Regions from separate parts of the Anser cygnoides genome. Here all the other regions are linked to region 2. The links are chromatin contacts, called in public Hi-C maps. All regions are on one chromosome and are shown on one strand. Each heading gives the region's core, a stretch centred on a gene start, on an enhancer-like site or on the middle of the called end of the contact. The rest is flanking DNA. Distances are from core to core; before and after follow the strand shown.

Region 1 (4,057 bases), core at 1,330-3,829, 570 kb before region 2:
GAGGCCGAGGTGAGTCTGTGCATTGACACAGGCTGTGTAGACTGTCACAGGCAGTGCAGGCATTGCTGGTCCCTGGCTGGTGGCTTGACTGCTGGACCAGGCTGCCTTTCCTAATCTTTTGTTCAGATCTCTCCTTCCAACCTATCTGTTTTGCAGGATGAAAACCACTGTGGTTTTACGCTGAAGCAGTGCCTCCAAGCTTGAAAAGACTCAGTGCTCCTTGGGTACGGGAGGTCTGCCTTGTTGAACTTCTGCCTTGTGGGAACATGAAGCCCGAGTTACAGTGCTAGGTGAGCAATATTCAGCACACAGCCACCCCAAACCACTTCACTGCCTAAATACTGTGCTGTGGGATCACTGTGTAAATAGCACAAATAGCCAGCAAACGTGGCATTTTCAGGTGGTGTTTAGCAGGAAGATCTTCAGGAAAGGACTGACACATTAAACAAACACTGAAGTAAAGAGAGAAGTGTTTCTACGAACTGTTTCATCATTAATACATGTATGTATTACATATGCATATATATATGTATGTGTGTGTATGTATGTGTGTAAAACCAGAGTTTAATAAGGGCAAAGATGAATTCTAGGTAATTAGCAGACCACATTTTGCCTGGGTTAGAGAATTCTTATGAAGACGTGTGCTAAATTTTCTGCTTGTTGCCACATGATTGACTTTAAAAAGTGAGCAAAGTTATCCTTCCCTCACTTTGAATCCGCCTGTGAATTAGAAAAGACAAATGGTAGATATTTTTGTTGGGGATTTAGGAAAAAAAAAAAAAAAAGCCAACAGGGCACAGAGTATCTCTGTTCCCTCCCACTGCAAGGTTTATTGATGCTGTCTGCAGATTTGTGTTTGCTTTACTGCTGGTAGTTAGAGCTGGTGATCAAAGGCTAGTATAGCCGAACCCATGAAGGGACATAATTGGTTGGACTCTTTGAGTCCTCTGTAACAATACTCAGTTTTGTTGTGTTAGGCAGGGCTCCACAAATTATAAAACATTGTATGATTGCTGGGGCAGTCGCTCAAATGTTTTCTTCTCGTCTCAATTCCTTTTATACAGGAAACCAATATAGCTGGGAGCCCAGGGATGAAAGCTTTAAACCTGGAGGGTGCCTGGTGCTTCCTGAGAATCTCACGGGGGAAACATCCAGTCCCAAAACAGCTTCGCTGACAGATATATTTTTATAGCCTATTATTTTCTCTCCTCATTCTTTGTTTCATTTGAATATAATAGGCTCTTTATTTTTAACTGCTCGTCTGTTCCTGCCGTTTATATCCTCACCCAAAAATCATAATTCTCTGTTTCATTTCTTTCTTTCTTTTTTTTTGTTTTGTTTTTGACATCACATTTGGTTACTGTTAAACATATGTGCTACAATGCCTGTATAGAAGGGACATTGTTTATTTTTCTGAGTAATAAATTTTCCATTTTCCTCTCTGTCTTTTCAAAAGAATCCCATATTTCAATTTGAACCAAAAGGATATAGCCCTATTTATAGGTTTTGAATTTTGGCAGTGATGTAAGTGTGTTATGTGGTTGTATGACTTCATGAGAGGGGAAAAAAAAGGAGTTGCAGATAAATATATAAAAGTGTCATTTTCCTTTTTACTTCTCTAATACACGAGATGGAGAAAATACTTCTGATGCTGCTTCTCCTGGGTGTAGTTGGTGTGTTCTCAGGGGACTGCTCCAGAGTCCCAGCAAAGAAGCTGCCCATGTCCTTGAGCTACTGATGCAATTTTACAGTGGATTCAAACATGAGCAGATTCAAATGCTAATTAAACAAAATGTACAGAGTGGTTTTGCTGTTTGGAAGTGGATAAATGCATAATATGAGGCCCATGCTCGTAAGGTTACTTTTTTCTTTTATACTTTCCAAAATCATGTTTTGTTTGGTCATTTAAAAAGAATAGATGCACAACTTTCTGGCATGATAGATTTTAATTTGGACAAATAAGCATGATAAGGTACTTGCTTTCATCTTACACTTGCATTCATCTTATAAAATCCATGTTAGGGTGCTGTCTGTGAGAGCCAGTCTCCACGTCTCCCCCCTTCTTACTACCCCTGCATAAACCCATGTCTGCCAGCCACGGGGGACGAAGCAGCAGTGTTTGCTCAAACAGCCTGTGCACGCAGGCGGCTCTGCACAATGCCAGGTCAGCATGACATGAATGCACCACCTCTGACACTTCGCAGCAGACCTTGTTACGAGTTCCTGCCCTGTTGAAGCAAAGCAAGTTGGAGAGCCAGTCAGGCTTTGCTCTCTGTGCTGCCACTGACTCTCAGACAAGTTCTTAAATCTGGGTCTCAGTTTACCCGTCTGTAAGTTAACAACTGCAGTGCTTGTCTCTGGGAGTGTCTGAGAATAGAACTGGTGGGAAAAACGATTTTTGTCCCAGAAAACCTGTAGAGATTAGAATGTTATACATATGTGAATATAATTATTTAATACAGAATGTAACTGTAGATGTATGTAAACATGTAATTTTAGCCTCCAATTTAATGATAATGAAAACTCAAATAATTAAAATTTTCATTACAGAATATTTCCTCTTCTACAGATCTTTTAAAGTTCAGTCATAACACATCTTATGTATTATGTAAAATGCTTCATTTGGGGTTTTGCTCTTCTGTGAAAAAAAAAAAAGTTTTGCTGAAATGGGATTTGATGCTGAAAAGCTGTTTCAAGAATGCCTTTCAGTTGCACAACTTAATGTAGTACCTGGAAATGATTTTAAGCTCCTTGCAAAAGAACAGCCAGGGATCTATTACATTATAATTATTAATTATAATGCAATTAATAATTACTGTTATGATTACTTAACTCTTTTAAGTATGATGTTCTTTTTATGTGCTTTCCTTCTTGCAGATTGATCACCTTAATTACGGTATGTCTGTTTGCATGTACTTAGCACCTATTAAAATGAAGCCTAAAGTGCATTCTCAAACAAATTAGAAACTGCTTTATATGTTTCCAGGCCATCTCAGTGGGAATGAACTAGCATTTTTCATCTCCCTGAGTTAATGGGGCTTGGACTTTGCATCTATGTTATTTTCCCAGACCTTTGACAGAAAATACTGGCTCTCTTCTTGGTATTTTGACCATTACTGGTAATGGTCTAATGATTAACTCTTGGAGCAATGGGGAAGCGAGTGTATGCCATCAACCCAATATACTGAATTCTGCCAGCTCCTGAAAGAAAGACGCCTCTAGAAGTTTGCAGAGTGACATGTTTTGTAACTGGATAACATGATTTGTTTTTCATGTTTCAGTCAATATTAAGGGTTGTAGACTCCTCTTTGCTGTTTGCAACCCCCTTGGCAGTTAGAGAATCCTAAAATCCTCAGTGGACAAAGGTCTGCACGCAAGTCCCCGCAGGAAATGTCTGCAAGACTGAGTAAATTACAGATATGGTTTTAGAGATACCTAAAAATGATTATTCTCCAAATTAAGTAGTAACTTAAAAGGATAAAACCATCTACGTGAGTGGTCTCCAAAATATGGTGAGATTAGGCCTGAGTGTGAACCTCACTTTGCTGAAGCCCTGCATTACTTGCAAAGTCTTCTATATACAAGAAAGATGAGCTGAGTATTGTGTTTTTTGGTTTCTTTTCCTTCCCTGGCTGTAGCAGGGTCATCTGAGGCAGTCACTACCCACGCTCACACAGATGAGCTGTGCAGCAGTCGTGTCTCTCGCTCTGTCAGCGTTTTGGGCAGAGTGTGCATCTCTGCAGAAGTGGCTCAGGTCTGTTGAGCTGCCCAGCCGGTGTGGCTCTGCCAGGAGAGTCGTGGGTCTGAACCATCGTGCAGCTCTTCTTCTCCATCACGTAAGGCAGGGGCTTTGCCAGCTCTGTTTACGCTGGCATCTCCTGGGCAGTTTTCCCATTCTGCTTCAGCCGCTTCCCTCAGCACAGCCTATTATGGGTAGGTCTCAACACTTTTCCTCTCGGATTCAGATCTACATTACTGGGGAAGGACAGCGAAGGCTTTGGGATTCAGATGACCAGAGTATTTTTTTTTTCTAGGCTTACTTCTGCACTGAAGTAAA
Region 2 (4,289 bases), core at 324-2,823:
TCATCATTGTCAGGAACACTTCTATTGGCAAACAGAATAATTAAGGATCTAAACCTAACTCTGCTGGTGGCAGATGAATCACACAGCTCCAAGATTCACCCCTGGACACCTGTGCTTCCATTTACATCCATGCACACAGCCTGAAACATTGAATGATCATAGAATCACAGAATCATAAAGGTTGGAAAAGACCTCCAAGACCATCTGGTCTACCTACCACTACTCCCTACCACTACTATCACCCACTAAACCATGTCCCTTAGTACCAGGTCCAACATTTCCTTAAACACACCCAGGGACAGTGACTCCATCACCTCCCTGGGCAACCTGTTCCAATGTCTAACTATTCTTTCTAAGAAGAAATTTCTCCAAATTCCCAATCTAAACCTCCCCTGGTGCAACTTGAGGCCATTCCCTCTTATCCATTGACAAAACAATGAAAAAAAGGTTAGCAGCTTTATGCTATCTAACTTTTTGTGAGTCAATGTAGAATTCATTTCTCTATCATGAGAATTATTGACACACCTGAATGCTGTGTCTGCAGTTGCCAGACAGTGTCAAAAGTTCTCCTTGGATATAGGGACAGAATAAATCTGAAGCATGGAGCTGTTGTGTTGGTCTCCTGCCTTCTATGTGTGAAACACAAAATTATCCCCCCTTTAACTCATAGAATCATACATTGGAAAAGGCCTTCAAGATAACAGGGTTCAATCATAAACCTGATCTGCAAAGACCTATCACTAAATGATGTCACTTAATGCCACATCCACACCTCTTACGTACCTCCAGGGATGCTGACTCCACCTCTTCTCTGGTTAGCCTGTTACAATGGCTAACCACCCTTTCTGTGAAGAAATTCTTTCTGCTATCCAATCTAAACCTTCCCTGCCACAATTTGAGACTGTTTCCTTGCATCCTATCACCTGAGAAAAAGAGACCAAAACTCTCCTTGCTGGTACCGCCTTTCAGGAAGTTATAGAGAGTGATAAGGTCTCTTATCAAGGTCTCTTACAAGCCCAATAACAATTCCCTCAGGTGCTCCTCATATGTCTTGTTTTCTAGTCCTTTCACCAGCTTCATAGCTCTTGGGGTCTGTGAAGACCCCAGTTTGAAGTGTAGTGAAGAAGCCCCAATTTGAAGAGAAAAAACAAACAAACAAACAACAACAACAAAAAAAACAACAAACCATGCAAAATACCAACACAGATTCATGGGAATTGTGAAATTCATTTCTTTAACACAGATTCCTTCCTGCCAGCTCAGATGTTATGGGACGACACTCGACACTAAATTCCCTTCCAGAGCTGAAATTAGCCCCTGTGGTGCACATGGATGAACTGCTTTCTACTTAGTCCAGTCACTTCTTGAGTATGTTTATTGTTTGCTAACAAGTAGAAGAAATGTACCTAAACCCCTTAATCCTCAGAAGTTGTGCCATTATGACTGATGCTGACTTGATTCTCTTCCCTCCAAGTACCAGCTGTAGAATCATTTCCTGACCCTTCAGAATTGTACTACAACATGAAGTCTTGATGTGAAGGGTAGAACAGACTGTTTTTCTTAACTTTCACTATGATTTGTAGATTTCCTTCTCTAAGAAGGAAATAGAAACAGGATGTACACCTGATCAGCACCACATCAGAGACGCAATAACCTACATGCTGTAATCTACAAGAGAACAGGTGCTGATGTCTGTCAGTCCCTGAGGAGAAGGGATTGAAAAAGATCTTCCTCTCCTCACTGCTTCTTGATGTTTTACCTTTCTTTAGTGCTCCATTACAAAAAGTAATGTTGCGTGAACAAGTGCAGCCCTGGCAAATGAGCAGTAACTGTCCCTTGCATTGCTATTACTGAACCATATCGATAGGCAGTTTAATCTTTGATGGAAAGCAATTGCTCAATACTTTCTACTACACTGACCCACAATATAACGTTATTTGGAAGAATTTGTTCCCGTGTTTTTGTAACACTGTAATTGGGTAACATCAGAAGCTGTAAATTCAGTGGTGATGTGAACATAGTGTCTTGAAATGCCTTGAATGTGGAGGTTTTATGTTTGAAAAATCAAAAATATTTCTGGTTCATTACTAAAAATCTGAAAACATAAAAGTGGATGTACTCACATCCTTTTTAGATTACGTTCCCCTGCACTAGACAGAAAAATATCTGTGTTTAAAAGCTTGATCTTGGGAAAATTCAAAATTTCTGAGTCTAGTATAAACTCCTGTTCCACTCATTGGTTCCTGCCTTGACATCCCCCATTGTCCATGATCCTCTTGCAGCACAGCTCCCTTATGGGCACGTTCCTGTCTTCCTCTCATTTGTTTATGCTCCTGCTTTGTTTTTTGTTCTGTAAATGCACCAACTGTCCTTACCAAACTCAGCCTGTGAGACAACTACTGCTAAGCTTATAATGTGGAAAGCTTTCTTGGGTTTCCTTCCGTACCCAGATTAAGCAAAAATTTACCTGCTTCATTTCCAATACGAAATACTTTCCACTATAGGATTGAAAAAGTGCAACAAATGTCCATCAGAAAGACATCAGCAACCAAGATAGTTTTAATACAATCCCTTTATATTCTTTTTGTGCCATTTCAGTCCTGTTATATATGAATTCCTGAGTATTCAGGTGTATTCAGCTGTGGAGTACATGATAGATTTGTCTGCAAATAGGAGCTGGTTAACATTTTCAGAATCAGAATATTTCAGGTATTATAAATCATGTTTGCCTGCTTCTTTTCAGAAAACTACAGAGAAATGGCAAACAGCCACACCATGAGTAAAGCTGTGTATTGTTGTTTTAACTAGATCAAAGCAGTGTCACAAATAGGTTTTTAAAAAATACACACTCTTGTTTGCACACCTATGTAAATCCTTTTCTAGTGATTTAGGTAAAAATAGTCACCTCAGCAAACATTTGGAGGCACCTAAACTTGTCTCAGATACACATGTACTTAAATTACTTCTTTTTATGGAAGAATCATCATACGCCCAAAATCATATTGCATTTCCCTCCTCATCTAATTTTTTTTTAGCAATACATTGCACTGTGGAAATTGATGTTATTAGGGTTCACAATAGCATACGTGCTATTGTATGTAGATTATATGTATCAGAGGATAAAATTCTTAGAACTGTCAAACTTCTTCAACAGCTAATGCTGTCACACCAGTTATTTCTCTTCCACTGCATTAAAAACAGCTTTCATGACAGGACACACAGAAATAAAAAAGAACTGGGAACAGACATTTATAGAGACAACGTACAGAGAAATTTAGAAAACATTACTATGGTGATATTCCCCTTCTACAAGATCCACAGAACACAGGACTGCCTTTCTGCCCATAATATTTTACCAGTTAATTTATGTAGGCACATCTAATCCATTCCTGCAGACTCTCCCTTGACTGTAACTCTAATCATTTCCCTACGTATACTGAAAGTGAAATACCTGGCCGCACCCTCTAGGAATGCTTTATTTGATCGTCCTCTCCACAGCAACAAAAACCACTCTGCTGAAAGCCATTCCTCAGCTTTGATCTTGAAGCTGTGAACTATGCTACCAAGAAGGCCTAAGAGAGCCCACGTTCAGTTTCCTTTGCAAGCATGCACAAACTGTGGCATAAAGAAACCAGCCTGCCCAGGCATATCCGACACCTCCCCACGAATCCAGCTAACTCATAGGAGTGAGAAACTGGATATGCTTTCCACCAGACCATCAGAGCCAGCCATGTATTCTTAGGTTTGTATCTCTCTGCAAGCTTTCCAGTAAAATAAAGGAAAAAGATGATGTTGCTTTGAAATATACCCATGCTTGTTTTGAGTAAGCTATGTAAATATTATTAAGCAATAACAGTATATGCCTTACAAAGACAGATACTGACGTACAAATACACTTAGATTTCAATATTTAATTTTACTTTTCCATGGTGAGAGAAATTAAACTAGAAATCAATGCTCTAAATTCCTTGCAGCCAATTTAATAAATGCCATTTTATTTGTTAATTGGAGTATACATATTCAAAGGCATGCACTCTTCCTCATACACACAGAAACCTACACAGAAATTAAACCACTGCAGCAACGTAACTACAATATCCTATGCCTTTCATGGGACATGTGGAGCAAAGTATGAATAGACAATCCATATGGCTCTAAATAGGATTTTCCTTACCATGAAGTGAGTAATGAAATTAATTATCTACAGTTCCCATTAGCAGGAAAGAAAAAAAAGATGGAAGGGGACAGGGGGGAGTTATAAGAAGAAGGCAGCAGCTGGAGATGGGGAT
Region 3 (4,050 bases), core at 584-3,083, 680 kb before region 2:
TGTCTGAGGTACAAAAACGTTTGTCGCGCTTTCTGGATTTATTTCTCTGGGAATTTGGAGTCGGCTGTGATGTGAAAATGAGACGTCAAAAATAAATACTTATTTTAAAAAGGATTTATGTTCTTTCAGTCGAGGGCTATGATTTTACATTTGGTCTGGTCATAGCTGGGCATAACCAAAACAAAGCTGTAAGTCGATATATGTAGTTACTCCAGTCCCCTTGGAAGAGTTACAGAGTTATGTGCCATACGCGATTGCTCACTTTCAGCCTCGCGGCTCGCAGCTGCCCGTTGGCACAGCCTCGCTGCGCGGCTGGGTGACGATGCAGCGAGCACGCGGCGCTCGGAGGGCTGCAGGCTCTGCCGTGCTGCCGGTCTCCGGGAGGTGGCAATGCAACACAGTGCAACGCAGCGCGGCTCTGCAGCCGGTGTCAGCTCCTGGCCGGGCTCTTCACGAAGAGCGACCGTCCTGGTCTGCCCATGGCATCCCAGTCGTGTCGCCGACTCCTTGTGACGGCGTAAGTTTGGGGAGGAATCTGCTGTAAACCACGATAAGCTATCGAATTGAGCCCAACGAATGTGTGCAAACTACACTAGGCTAACTCACTCTAGGCAAAAACTCACGTCTGAACAGAAGTGGAAGTACTCGCTGTAGGTTTCCAGGATTCGAGATTACTTATGTAAGTAATTCACAATGCAACGTGAGACTTCGCACAGCAAAAGGAGAGTGTTAGAATCCGACATGGAAACTTGTTTTTTTAGGATATGTGTTATCTAATGCAATAAAGCCATGCTGTGAGCTAGCCTGGAAATTAATTTGTTGGCATCTGTTTGCAGCTCCTGGGCAAAGAGTAGCCCAGGTTACGTCTGGAAGCTGTTTTTAAGAGTAGTCAGGGGCCACACAACTGTTTGACAGCTGCCTGTTAGCGCAGCTCCCAGCTTTTGGGACTGGTGCAGCAGCAAATCTGGCAGGACAGGGACCTGTGAGTACCAGAAGGACGGCTCGGTTCTGTGCCCTCGGTTATTTCAGCAGTGAGCGTAAGGCTACCTGGTAGCCCTGTTTTTTGTGCTTTATTGGAAAGAAGTTGAAGCGTGTGTGCAGTTTTACATTGAGCGACGGGCAACTCCAGACGCAGAGCAGTGTAGCAGTAGGTCCACGGCGACCGTAAAACCCGAGTAACCCTGCGAAGCCGTGAGGGCTGGGTTAAGGGGTGCAGGAGCCGGCCCCAGGGCGCAGCGCTGCTCGCCGTGCTCTGAGCGCGGCCGCGAGCAGGGCTCCTCCTCGGCTCGCGGCGAGCAAACGCGGCGCTGGGCGCTAGCACAGCGCAACGGGGCCCGGGCTGGTTTGTAACCGCTCCACCAGGAGCTCGGCGGGGCGGCAGGGGGCGGCACAGCGCCGGGCACGGCGAGGAGGGGGGGGGGTGGGGGGGGAGAAGCAGCGCGCTGCGGGCAGCCGGGAACGAGCCCGCCCGGCCCCGGGGCGGCCGCGGGCTTTTGTCTCGGGCCCATTACGTGGCACAAGCGGCGGCGGCTGAGGAGGAGGAGGAGGAGGTGGAGGAGGAGGAGGAGGAGGAGGAGGAGGCGGCTCCGCGCCGACCCGAAATGGCGGCCAGCGCCGGCCCCGCCGCGGGGCGGGGCGAGGCGGGCGGCGGGCGGGGCGCTGGGCCCCGGCGCCTCCCCCCCGTGCCTTGGCGGCGGCGTTTATATGGGGGCGGCGCGGGGCCCCGCCGAGCTCCCGCCGGTCGCCCGCTGCCCTGCAGCCGCCGCCGCCGCCCCGGCCCGGCTCCCGCCGCCCCGCCGGGAAGGAGACGGGAGCGTTTCGGATCCGTGAGCGGCCGGCACCCCCCTACCCTACCCCACCCCGCCCCGCCGCCGCCACCTCCCGCCCAGTCGTGGCTTTTGCAAACCCTCCGAGGGGAGCGGGATCTTTCGGTCCTTCCTGCGTTTCCGACCATTACAGGATCTAGCGATGTCTACGACGCTGTTATCGGCCTTCTACGACATCGACTTCTTGTGCAAGGTAAGGGCCGGGCCGGGGCGCGGGGGGAGCCCCGCAGGGGGCTGCGGGGCGGCTTCGCGGGGGTCGCGGGGCGCCTCCGTGCCCCCGTCCCCGTCCCTGCCCCGTCCGCGGCTCCGGGGCCGTGCCCGGGGCGGCGCGGGCTGGCGGTCGCCCTGCAACCCGCCTCTCTCCGCTCTCTCCTCCTCCTCCTCTTCTCCCGCTCCCCGTCCCCCCCTTCTCCCGCCCCGCTCGCAGACGGAGAAGTCCCTGACCAACCTGAGCAGCATGCTGGACAAGAAGGCCGTGGGGACCCCGGTCACCCCCCCCAGCTCCAGCTTCGCGCCGGGCTTCCTGCGGCGGCACTCGACCAGCAACCTGCCGGCCCTGGCCGGCGGCTCCAAGTTCCCCAGCCCCACCGGCTCCAGCTCTTCCTCCTCCTCCTCCTCCTCCTCTTCCTCCTCCTCGTTCGGCAGCCTGAAGGAGACGGGCTCCGGCGGCGGAGGCGGCGGCAGCAGCAGCCCCACGGCCCTGCTCAACAAGGAGAACAAGTTCCGGGACCGCTCCTTCAGCGAGAACGGCGAGCGCAGCCAGCACCTCATGCAGCAGCTCCAGCAGCAGCAGCAGCAGCAGCAGCAGAAGGGGGGCGGCTCCGGCGGCGGCGGGGGGGCCCCCATCAACTCGACGCGCTACAAGACGGAGCTGTGCCGCCCCTTCGAGGAGAGCGGCGCCTGCAAGTACGGCGAGAAGTGCCAGTTCGCGCACGGCTTCCACGAGCTGCGCAGCCTCACCCGCCACCCCAAGTACAAGACCGAGCTGTGCCGCACCTTCCACACCATCGGCTTCTGCCCCTACGGCCCCCGCTGCCACTTCATCCACAACGCCGACGAGCGCCGCCCGGCGCCCGGCGGGGGCACGGCCGCCGCGCCGCCCGCCTCGGCCGCCCCCCCGCACCACCACCACCACCACCACCACCAGCACGCCCCGCACCCCGCCGGCAGCACCGGCGACCTCCGCGCCTTCGCCCCCCGTGACCACCCCCTGGGAGGCGGAGGAGGAGGCGGCGGCGGCGGCGGCGGCTTCGGGCACCCCCGCGGCGGCGGGGGCAGCGAGCGGCCCAAGCTGCACCACAGCCTGAGCTTCTCCGGCTTCTCCGCCCACCACCACCACCACCACCCGCACGCCGCCGCCCCGCCGCCCCCGCCGCCCCCCGGCGGCCGCCTGGACGCCGCCGCGCTGCTGGAGAGCCCCGGCGGGTCGCGCACGCCGCCGCCGCCCGCCTCGGCCTCGTCGTACTGCGAGGAGCTGCTCTCGCCGCCCTGCGCCAACAACGCCTTCGCCTTCTCGGGCCAGGAGCTGGGCAGCCTCATCGCGCCCCTCGCCCTGCACACCCCCAGCTTCGCCGCCGCAGCCGCCGCCGCAGCCGCCGCCGCCGCCTATTACCGCTGCCAGCAGCAGCAGCAGCAGCCCCCGCCGCCGCCGCCCCCCGGGGGGGGCTGCCCGCCGCCCCCCGCCTCGCCGCCCTTCAGCTTCCAGCCCCTGCGCCGCCTCTCCGAGTCGCCCGTCTTCGACGCGCCGCCCAGCCCGCCGGACTCGCTGTCGGACCGCGAGAGCTACCTGAGCGGCTCCCTCAGCTCCGGCTCCCTCAGCGGCTCCGAGTCGCCCAGCCTGGACTCGGGCCGCCGCCTGCCCATCTTCAGCCGCCTCTCCATCTCCGACGACTAGGCCGGCGGCTGCTGCTGCTGCTGCTGCTGCTGCTCCCGCTGCGCCCCCCGCCGCCGCCCCCGGGCCGGCCCCGCGCCCCCCCCGCAGCCGCGAGCGCAAGTAAGTCGCAGGGCGAAGAGAGAGAACCCTGCTCTTTTTTTTTTTTTTTTTTTTATACGTATATCTATCTATATATCCACCGAGAGCTGAACAAAAAAGCGTTTTGCGAAAGGGCGAGTGACGTGAACTGAACAAACCTATTTTTATAGAGAGACCTTGGAAGAAGGGGATTTTTGTTTTGGGGTTGTTTTTTTTTTTTTTTCGTTGTTGTTCTTTGGAGACAAGTTATGA
Region 4 (4,210 bases), core at 1,312-3,811, 610 kb before region 2:
GGTGCACCTGATGCTCTTAATTGTGCCACCCAGAGACAGTGGCACAGCCATCACTTGGGTGAATGTGTTGAAGACCCAGCTCTTCTCCCTGAAAGTTGTATTGGTCACGATGCTACTGAGATGTTTCTTGAGATGTCCTTTAAAAAGGGCAGCTGGTGGCTTCTGTGTCACATCATTCCGATTAACAGGGCTAAGAGTCAACCACATTGAAAAGGGATATTTAGTAGTAAGGATATTCTGTGAGAAATCTAAACTTTGGGTACAGGGATGTTGAACCATTTGATTCCTGATACAATTAAATATTTATGTTTATCTTTTGACAGCTGTCTCTGCCCACTATACTGTTATGCTGGCCTATGTGGAGAGAGTAACACAAACATAGTGACTACCAGAGATGTAAGCACCCAAGGAAATTTTAAAATTAAGCCCTATGAACGTTCATAGTGGAAACGTCGCCTCTGAACTGGACAACTTTGTACTTTCTGTAAAGAGCTGCTGAAGAGTGTTGGTGGGAAAGTACCTGCTCCTGCCTCAGCCCAGCGCTTCCCTCGGAAGAGGGCAGGGGCTGGAGCAGCAGCCCGGGGTGCCTGTCTGCAGGCTCGGCTGCGGCGGTCGGGATGGCCCTGCTGCCCTCAGTACTGCTGCAGGGATCTGTGGGCTCCTATCTCGGCCAGTCTAGCTGCAGATCTGCCCGGTCGCAGAAAAGGAGTGAAGCCATTTGAGCGGAAAATAGCCATCAGCCACAAGAGAAGGTATCGTGGAAACTTCTGATAGTAAACCCAAAAGTGTTTCAAATAAAATGTACAGTACTGAAAAAGGGGCTGATGTGTGCATGTCTGACACCTTCTGAAAAAAGAGCTTGCAGCAAGAAATTGTGCAACAAGAAGATGAGATCCTCCACATGATAGAGAGGATAAACCAAGCCAGATACGGCCACTTTGTGGGCAGGGGTTGGAAGGAGCTGGGGAACCGAGCTGCTCAGCATGGACGGACGTGTGAGAAGGGACGGGCGCAGGGGAGGAGTTGTGCTTATCGCTCAAAGTTATCGAATGAGCAAAAAGTCCATGATAACATCATCTGAAGGCAGATGGATCAGTTTACTGAGAGCAGAAAGTATTTTAAAAAGATACAGTGATGCAATGGATTAAAATGCTAGCAATATCATATTCTTGTCATAATAACCCAGGTTAACCAATACCTGATGAACAGCTGTAAAACAAGACAAAATGAAGCCAAGAGAAAAAGATTAAGAAATACACAGCATTTCTAAAAGTCCTTGGAGACCTTTTCACCTGCAGCCATACTAAATACCTCGTTGTAAATTACTGTTTGGATTTTGAGAATCCAGTTGAATTGTTAGATGTTATTATCGCGATCGTTGTGGACAGAGCAATGATGCTTCCAGGTAACGTGGTGTTCATGGGCTCATCTTTCCAGGCTGTGTATGGGTTGTTCCTTATGAACATCTCTTATTTAGCCTTTCACTCTTAAAAATTAGCTTTTTAAGGCCCAGGTTAGTTTTACATCTCTCAGGACACATTTTGTACTGGTTTCCAGAAGATGAAGTGCAGGCCAGCAACTGTTCCATAGAATTTTGCTGATTTCACTTAGGAGGGATAAGAGAGACTTGAAAAATGTGATGTGGATCCACTGGTGAAAGAGGGACAGGCCTTTGAGAGGAGATTTTCAAGAATTCTGGGTTTCACAGAGGCATTTATTTAGTAAGCAACCAAAAACCATGGAAGTTTCATCCTCCAAACCAGAATGTGTAGGATTTCTATTTGTACACGTTACTAGTCATTTGGAGTACCACAGACAGCCCACATATATCACCATTCCCAGGAATAAATACTTGCAGAATTAAGATTTCATTTTGTACTGCTTTGCTTCCCTGGAGAAGAGGAGTTTTCCTTCGCTTGCTCACGTAACAGCCAGTAAGTGCAAGTCTTTTTTCAGGCTGTAATAAACAGCCTGTGAGGCTGAGTTGGCCTCAGTGAGTTGTCACTTTCCTCATGAAGATATTTTGGTCTCTCTCTCTCTCTCTCTCTTTCTCTCTTTCTCTTTCTTTCTCTCTTTCCCTTTCTCTCTCTCTTTTTCTTTCTCTTTTCATTCTTTCTTTTCTCTCTTTTTCTTTCCATTGTTTCCCCCCTTTCCCCCTGTTTTTTCCCCCTTTCTTCCCCCTTCTTTTCTTTCTTACTGTGACTGAGAACTGAAGAGTTGCCTTAAAATTACATGAGCATGGAAGGAGGGGCACGCTCACTGCAGTGACAAGTGATGAAGTGCAGATGAGCTCCAGTAGTAACTTGGGTTTAGGACAGGGGGTCAGCAAGTCCTGACAACTTTCTCACACTCCTTTCCTCTGGGGCACTGAATAAGTTACTTCTCTGCCTCAGTTTCTCTATCTGTAAAAATGTAAGAACAGCGTGATGATGATAATTGGCTTCCCCCAAAGGGGTTGAGTGAATTAATTAGTTAATATCTTTAAAATGCTTTGAAGATGAAAAGTATAGTGTTGATATAGCCCTGCTGAGAATCTAGGACCAAGCATTCATATTAATGAGAGTATGATTTTGGAAGTTCAGCACAACATGCAGTAAAAAAAAAAAAAAAGTGTATTTATAGTGGTGCAGTTAGTTAATATTCATGGCTTTGTTCTCTGCTCATAAGTTTGCAGCAAGAACATGAAGACGGGAGAGAGAATAAGGGATTATTGTAGAACAGAGCAGAATGCATGTTGTGGACTAATCCAACAAGTCATTTTGCCACCATAAAACCATCTTCAGACAGCTGCAAAGATTTTCATGTACTGGAGCTGGAACAGGAGAAAAGGAACAGATCTTGCTAGATCTGCTGCTATAATAATAATCCGTTTTCCCTTCCAGGCAAAGCCACAGGGCTAGACCTTGCTTGTTGTGGTGTTTAGTCACCTTTGCACTTTATCTTACCTGCAAATCTCAGGCTGGGAATCAAATTGCAGCCCTCCTCAGCAGGGTAAATCACTGTGATCCACCTTCTATTGTTAAGGAGTCATTGCTAAACCAAAGGCAGGAGAAAAATTACCTGTCCCGGGGTGAAAGGCAGAGAGGCAGTGCTGTCCTTCTGTGATGGTGGTGAGGCAGGAGGACCACGATTTTTAGCTTTGGGAACCAAACTTGCCCTTTTTTGCTTTCACAGCAAAATTTCTTTGCGCGTCTGATGTATGCTCTGAAACCATTATGACTTCTGTGCTTTCTCTTGAGTTAATATTTAATTCCTTCTTAAACATTAACCTTGGCTGGAGCAACTTTTGAAAAAGAGGACTGCTGTGCTAATAACACTAATCATTTCCTTTTGAAAAACTTGGGAACAATGTGGAGCACTGTATGTGTCTGAAAAGTAAACTCTCTTTTAATGACATATGTTACTGTTTCGCAACACAAATTTATTTATTTTTTGCTGTTTCTTCTGATGTTTACAAACTGTTCCTGCCCAAACTGCAATCCATGAATATTCTGTGGTGAACCCACCTCTTGAGCCTACTCCTTTGTTGTGAAGCAAAGCAGTAAAGATCAATGTCCTTTTACTCTCACCAGTTCATGTGGTATTAAGTCAAGTGCAAGTCAAATATAAATATATTTGTAGCTATAACTACCAGACGAACGGCACTTGTCACAAACATTTCTCAACCACAGACATCAGGAAGAGAATCTGTCATGTATTTATTTATCTTAAATTGTTATCAGGCACCAAAGACTGCATAGTCAGCTGAAAACTAACCATTTCTCAAGGGGTGCATCCGTGGGTATGGGACCCCAGAGGTGAGAGCCCAGCTGGACTGATGCCCCACATGGGAAATGGTTATTCAGGGCCTATAGCAGAGGCTAGGAGAAGAAGAGGAGCTGCTTGCAGATGCTCAGGGGGGTGCAGCTCTGCAGGTGGAGGCAGGTTGCTGGAGGACATTTGGGCTGGGTTCTGCCAGCGGGGAATGGGGACCCCAGCGGGGCGGTGCGATGCAGCCAGCAGCGCAGATCCCACTGCTGGAAAAGCCTTTCCCTTTATCCCCCGCTCCACATTGAACTACCCCACCTGCCCAAGGCATGACGTTACATCAGTTTTTCTGTCCTGTTTTCATGAGTGCTGCTCCTCCATCAGCAGCATTTTAGGTAATTAATGGACTTTAGAAGAATTCCAGGAGTTTTCCCTTAAACCAAAAAAAAAAAAAAAGTCTATG

Evidence for each region. A called contact is a pair of places that touch in the nucleus more often than the background predicts.
Region 1: a Hi-C map of liver shows a contact between it and region 2, with 2.5 times the contacts expected there. The contact joins two enhancer-like sites. A contact is called at or near these places in 2 of 7 Hi-C or Micro-C datasets (both in liver).
Region 3: a Hi-C map of liver shows a contact between it and region 2, with 7 times the contacts expected there. The contact joins the promoter of ZFP36L2 here to the enhancer-like site in region 2. A contact is called at or near these places in 2 of 7 Hi-C or Micro-C datasets (both in liver).
Region 4: a contact with region 2 is called in a Hi-C map of liver, with 1.7 times the contacts expected there. The contact joins two enhancer-like sites. A contact is called at or near these places in 2 of 7 Hi-C or Micro-C datasets (both in liver).

Annotation. Positions count from the first base shown.
Region 1 is chr3:28,038,548-28,042,604 of Taihu_goose_T2T_genome, reverse strand. It overlaps LOC106031640 (a long non-coding RNA gene), which reads left to right. Exons shown (of 4, transcript XR_007160855.2): 2 at 157-290; 3 at 401-502; 4 at 1,065-2,813. Among named protein-coding and RNA genes, the nearest start is that of TRNAS-GCU, 61 kb to the right of the region's middle. Within about 2 kb of position 2,579, at least 2 of the 3 cell types and tissues checked have open chromatin away from gene starts, as enhancers often do. A contact at or near this core is called in liver, where this site is marked.
Region 2 is chr3:27,466,480-27,470,768 of Taihu_goose_T2T_genome, reverse strand. No RefSeq gene overlaps it. Among named protein-coding and RNA genes, the nearest start is that of TRNAI-UAU, 190 kb to the right of the region's middle. Within about 2 kb of position 1,573, at least 1 of the 3 cell types and tissues checked has open chromatin away from gene starts, as enhancers often do. A contact at or near this core is called in liver, where this site is marked.
Region 3 is chr3:28,148,566-28,152,615 of Taihu_goose_T2T_genome, reverse strand. It overlaps ZFP36L2 (ZFP36 ring finger protein like 2), which reads left to right and starts at 1,833. Exons shown (of 2, transcript XM_066993785.1): 1 at 1,833-2,019; 2 at 2,254-3,874. The coding sequence starts at 1,969. The coding sequence ends at 3,720. It overlaps THADA (THADA armadillo repeat containing), which reads left to right. Exons shown (of 39, transcript XM_066993773.1): 39 at 1-114.
Region 4 is chr3:28,076,907-28,081,116 of Taihu_goose_T2T_genome, reverse strand. No RefSeq gene overlaps it. Among named protein-coding and RNA genes, the nearest start is that of ZFP36L2, 72 kb to the left of the region's middle. Within about 2 kb of position 2,561, at least 1 of the 3 cell types and tissues checked has open chromatin away from gene starts, as enhancers often do. A contact at or near this core is called in liver, where this site is marked.